2 separate regions of the Mus musculus genome follow, and region 1 is linked to region 2. Evidence: chromatin contacts called from public HiChIP or PLAC-seq data. All regions are on one chromosome and are shown on one strand. Each heading gives the region's core, a stretch centred on a gene start, on an enhancer-like site or on the middle of the called end of the contact. The rest is flanking DNA. Distances are from core to core; before and after follow the strand shown.

What was found. HiChIP or PLAC-seq counts read pairs in DNA pulled down with a chosen protein or histone mark.
Region 1: a BATF HiChIP or PLAC-seq map of CD8 T cells shows a contact between it and region 2, with 6 read pairs. The contact joins two enhancer-like sites. A contact is called at or near these places in 2 of 484 Hi-C or Micro-C datasets (bone marrow-derived macrophages and peritoneal macrophages), 2 of 115 datasets of contacts at active chromatin or transcription factors (CD8 T cells and T-cell acute lymphoblastic leukemia) and 1 of 9 other capture datasets (embryonic stem cells).

Annotation. Positions count from the first base shown.
Region 1 is chr10:118,417,499-118,420,523 of GRCm38.p6, forward strand. No RefSeq gene overlaps it. Among named protein-coding and RNA genes, the nearest start is that of Ifng, 22 kb to the right of the region's middle. Within about 2 kb of position 1,608, at least 79 of the 459 cell types and tissues checked have an H3K27ac peak or open chromatin away from gene starts, as enhancers often do. A contact at or near this core is called in CD8 T cells and T-cell acute lymphoblastic leukemia, where this site is marked.
Region 2 is chr10:118,170,978-118,173,966 of GRCm38.p6, forward strand. No RefSeq gene overlaps it. Among named protein-coding and RNA genes, the nearest start is that of Gm40775, 17 kb to the right of the region's middle. Within about 2 kb of position 1,709, at least 46 of the 459 cell types and tissues checked have an H3K27ac peak or open chromatin away from gene starts, as enhancers often do. A contact at or near this core is called in CD8 T cells and T-cell acute lymphoblastic leukemia, where this site is marked.

The sequences.
Region 1 (3,025 bases), core at 358-2,857, 250 kb after region 2:
TCTGTGTGCTGTGTTCTGGAGGTTGGTCACTCTGATAGGCTAGTGGTGGGCCCTTGCTGTTGTCCTAGTTAAATATCCAGGAGGACATATGATGTGGATCTCAATTAGTCCTTCATAAGTTATTGTGTGCTTCTAATGGCAAATGAGAAGGTGCGTCTATTCTTGGGAGTAAATCTTATAGAGTATGAAGTTAGAGAAGGATGTCTCGATGACCCCCTTCTTCTAAGGAATGCTACTCTGTGGTAGAAGAGATTGACACCTCACTAAAACAAGTACGCTTGAGAGTCAGAAAGACACCCCTACCAATTCTTAGTGCTTAATACCAGCTCTTTTCTGAGGTAGTTCTCTATTACCCACAATGCCCAAGTCTTCCCGATACATCTCACTCTTGGAAACAGTGTTGCTGAAGTTTCCATCTCTTGCTACTCTGAGTACCTCAGCATGTACAAGATGCCAGTGAGCTTACAGCAACCCTGGAACAAAAAGGATATAATGAAGTCTGAAAAAAAAATCAGGAATAATTAAGGCCATACCACAAACTTTTAGTGGGTTGCTGATGCTGTCATGATTTATTTAAACTTCTCAGTGGCCTCCCTTCCTGCCCTTGCAGACGATGGTTACTAACTATTCTCTGGGTGTAACATTCTTTCTTCTGGGCTTGTGGAAGACTACAAGGGTTGAGAATGGGTGCCTCCACGTCTTGACATCATCCCCAAGAGAGTGATGGCTAGAAAACCCTGTTTCTCCACTCTGAGTTGGGCCCTTTGGATGCATTCTATGACCTTGCCTGTAGGTCTAAGTTCCCATGTCCACTGTGACTTGAGCTTGCTAACCACCCTGCATTGACTTCCTCTCTTCCCTGAATCCCTCCCCCTCTTCTCTGCTGCTCCCCAGAATCACCACCTACACAACTGATTCTCAACTGCAGCTCTGGCTCTAGAGTAACCCAATCGGCTTCTTTTCTTTTCCATCCTTCAGTTGACCATGTACAAGTAAATAAAAAATAATGACAAGTATGACAAAAAAAGAATGCAAATATGACTCCTCATCATCCAGGTTACAGATGAGAATACTTGAAAACAGAAGAAAAATAATGAGCAAATTGTGCTTACGATAGATCAAGCTGATTCAAGTGCTTCACATCTCTCTCTCTCTCTCTCTCTCTCTCTCTCTCTCTCTCTCTCTTTCTCTCTCTCTCTCTCTCTCTCTCTCTCTCACACACACACACACACACACACACACACACACACACACGTGCGGGCACATACACACACACACCCCTTTCCAGGGTGGATGCCATTATTGCCAGCTAAAGCCCCAAGAATGTCCTCAGGTTCAGAGGGTTCAAACACTGGTATAACTTGGAGGCAGGATTCAAACACAATCCAGTTCCCACATTGGCACCTCTTACCACCATACTACAGTGAAAAAATGTTTTAGAAGTATGACAGCAATGATGCCATATAATCATGCAAGTATTAACATGCAATTGTCTACACACACACACACACACGTGAAATTTGATGTTTGCTATAACCTCAAAGGTAAGGAAGCCAAAGAGAGTATCTTATCTTTAAACAACTCTACTTCCTGCTCAGACCTGCACTTCTGTGAGCACATGGGCACGCATCGCCCCGCCCTATGGAGCGGAAGCATGATGTCAGCGCCTGGGGTGGGGGTGGGGTGGGGAAAGGCAACTTCTTTCTTCTCAGGGTGATCCACAGGAAGGAGATGGGAAGTCAGATCAAAGCTGGCTTAACACCTCTGTCCTGGGAAATCCTATCAGGTGACTAGAAAGAAAACCTAAGAGGCCAAATTTCTGCTCATTGTCAAAAGACAGGAGGCAGGTTGGGGGAAGTCCCTGACCACAGGCCAACAGAGCAGAAGGTTAACGGGCTTCCTGAAAGAACCTGCTAGAAAAACCTTCAAACTCCACCTGGGGTGAAAAGAAATCTTTCCAACTCTTTCAAGTTTCTTCACTTTCCTGATGGAAGTACAGACAGCCTTGTGACATGTCATTTAGACTGCTTCCGTGTGACATGTCGTTTAGACTGCTTCTCTGGGGATTCACTTTATTGTTTTAGGAGAAGCTCCTATGACAAAATGCAGGGCTTCTGTTGTTGTTTAATAAGCTTCCTAAAAAATCATAATGAGTTATGATCTATGATTCTAATTAGCAAATTAGGTGTCTAATTTTCCAATAAGGAAAATCATATATCATCTAGTGTGGGATGACATTGATATATGTTTCGAGTTGCATGGAGTGATAAATCCGCACTACAGTCTCAAGAAGAAAATATCAGATGATCTGAAGAAGATTAAAGACGTCTGGTGTTGTGCCTGCCACCTTTCAAAATGAAAAGAGTGGGGACAACTTCTAATTTCTGTCTTTTGAGAAATTATCATTTAAAAAAGCAACATATAGGTACAATATCTCAAAAGGGGGGTGATGAATATAAAATGGGCAGCGGGATGTGCAGGCTCCTCAAAGTAAGAGTCTAAAGAAGGAAATTTTCAGAGAAAAATACACACACAAACATCAAATCCACAGTGACTAGGAAGGATTGGGTTTTTGATTAATGTAAATTTGAGTAGGTAATGATAGCATGTATTCATGTGTACACACACATTTCTATCTATGTTTCTATGTATCCATGTATGTATCCATGTATGATGTATGTATGTATGTACCTATTTATGTACCAATCTATGTATGTATGTATGTATGTATTGATCTATGTATGTATGTATGTATGTATGTATGTATGCTTATACCTATGTATCTATCATCTAAGTATCTATCTATGTATCTATATATTTATCTATGTACCTATGTATCTATCTATCTATACACATCTATCTATCTATACACATGAGTCAGGGCCTCATGCATTCTGAGTCAGCCTTAAACTCACAATGTAGCACAGATTGTCTTGAGCTACTGATCTGAGCCAGAACTCCTAGCCATGTACCATCCTGCCAGGTTTATTATGATGGGCTGAGATTTAACTCAGCGCTTTGAGCA
Region 2 (2,989 bases), core at 459-2,958:
TAAATCTAGGCCTTCTTACTTGAATTCCTCCCACAATACTTTCTCTGAAGTGTTTTGCTCACATTTAATATCTACTATGAATCATCTTTCTGGTTGATTCATTTGGGAGTTAGTTTTTCTCCTTGGCTTCTTGGAAGATAAAATACCTTTCTTTTCGAGTCAGGAAAACAAGAGAATGTGGGCACAGGTTATCATGCGAGTGGACTCAGCCAGGATGAAAGCGAGTTGATTTCACAAAGTCAGTTTGTCCTTCTGTAGAGCAGTGTCAAAGCTAGCCTTTCCTGGGATGCTCAAGGATATACTATGTATGCACTTTTGCTGTGGTTGTGAACACAGAGCAGACACAGCGCAGTTACAAAATGTGTTGATTTTTCTGGATGTTTAACACAGGGACAAATAATCCAAAATGGTGGATGGACCTAGAGGTGATCGTATTGGATCCGGGAATATACTAGGATGCTTTTTCCATGTAGCAAGCAGCTACCCTTAAGGTGGCCTCCATTTTCTTTCTGCCAGTGACTCATCCACTAGTTTAATTCATAGGTATATGACACCCCAGACTCCGTTAGAATATTTCCTTGGAAACAGTGAGAAATGAAGATTTGGGGGACATGGAACTACCTTTGAGAGTAGGGTCCTGATCCCAAACAGGTAGAGTGATACTGGGGGGAGGGCGACTCACATCAATTCAAGACAAACAATGAATATTCAGATTATGCTGTTAAATTTCTTCATATATTCTATGTCTGATAGTATGCTAGAGCTAGCTTACGGGCCCCTGGTTAAGTACTCAATAACTCTGATCAGGTTGATAAACCATCAACAGTTTGAAACTGCCCCATCAGCAAGCCATATAAACCAGAGCACTCTGACCTCCCTCCCGGAGAAGGGGTGCACCAGCTCTGCCCTGCTGTGCTCTGTCCATCACTGCTGTTCCATCCGTATCGTTTCCGGGATGGAGAAAACATCCATTTCAAGAGATAAGCAACAGCTGTAATGTCAATCACCCCCTACATCTCTCGGCAAACACAACTGCTTGCTCTAGTTGTCTTTCTTGGGAGAAATCCATCTAGAAACAAACTAAGCCACCAAAAGGTGACAAGGCAGTGTGGTCTTCCACAGGAGCATCCACGATAGACCTGTGGTCCAGCCTAGAGATGGGCCTAAGGTTCCGTATGTATGATCTTCTAGATCATTCCGAGGCTAAGATACTTTGGGAACCACGGGCTTTGGCTTGTAGTAGCCCATAGCCTAATCTCAGTTCCTCCTTGAGCAAGTCTATTTAGCTGTGAGCCTGTGTTCTTCATCTTGCCAATGAGCTCATTTAGTCCTCAGGTTAAATGCTGTAATGCCTGTAAAGGAGTCTTACACATGGCGTTCAAATGTTCAGCTCAAAGTATTTTATTGGCAACCTTTTTAAATTAAAAGAGCAGACAAAAGGGGCTCATTTTAGGGACACTCAGGATAAGGCTAGTAAACAGGGGACACAGTGCCCTGAAACGAAACTATGGCACATCTCTCTGCACAGACCTATCTTTTATGACCTACATTCAGCTCACACGGAGAGGCAGTTTTGGGAAGAGATGCTGAAATGATTTGTCTATTTCCGTTATGTGGTAAAGAAAAAAAAAAGATTCTGACTACAGTGTTGTGACTCAGCGATTGCACAGGGCAGAATCAATTACCTGGTGTATGCAAAGCACATTAGCGTAACCATGAATTGGAGATGTTATCTGGCCCGAGTCAGGAAACACGAGATGCAGGAGCCCTGGAGACGGCTGATGAAAGACTGGCAAGCTTGCTCTATGAATGACTGTATGTCCAATATCAAAGGCTTCCCATGTGTGCTGCTAGTTATTTCTAAGACAAAAGAACCAAAAAGTAAGCTCTGTAATTTCAAGAAGAAATTAAAAGCTAACCTCAATGTCATGTATTATGGGAAATGTAGATGACTCTCAGACTTCAGTGAGAGTCCTGGTTCAGATCCTGTCTTCACTCAGGAAAGTTGCCCACAATGACTAACTTAGCGTGTGGTGTTCCCATTAAAAAATGTATTCAGGTCAAGACAGTTGATGGGGAAACCAACACAAAATTGAAAATGGGTTGTGCAACTATGCTTAGTCTGGTTCTGCAAAAGGACCCATATGGGAGAGAGTTTGCCTTGTAGTTTTGCCAAGATGGAATGTATGCTCGGGATTAGTAACATTCAAGCTGGCTTCTGTGGATTGTGGCTGAGACTTGACAAATATGGTGAATCCATGTTCCAAGACCATGCCATTTCCTCTGATCAGTCACGATCCAGGTGAGGAGACCAAGGGAAGAAATCTGCCCACATTGACTTTATAATTTGGAGCAGCTGAAGCTCAGAGCAGTAGAGGCAGAAGGTGCACACACATACCTCAGGAGGGGCCATAAGACAGCAATGGGGTAACTGATGGAGAAGCGTTTGGAAAGACTGGATATCTTCCTTAAGCAGATTCAGTGGGGGTTTTCACTCATTAACTCATTCATTCATTCATCCACTCATTCAACATTCATTCACTCATTCATTCATCCACTCATTCAAGCACTCCATTCATTCATTCACCCACTCATTCATTCATTCATCCACTCATTCAAGCACTCCATTCATTCATTCACCCACCCACTCATTCATTCATTCATCCACTCATTCAAGCACTCCATTCATTCATTCATTCACCCACTCATTCATTCATTCATTCATTCACTCAAACTGCATGCAAAAGTTCCACAGACCATCTCCACTGTGCACAACAGTTAGTTAAATAAACCCTGGCGGCAAGTTGACGGTCTCATAGATGTCGGCTTCTATTTTTCTGTCCATCCTGTCTAAGGAGGAAGGCTATTTTCCGCTCAGACTTCATGGATTTCTGGTGACAGGAAGTTTCCATTTCCTCCCTGTCCCCGAAGGATAGCAAAGCCGGAAAGTCTTACTTTTCCCCATGTCTCACTCACTCCCTTTGTTAAA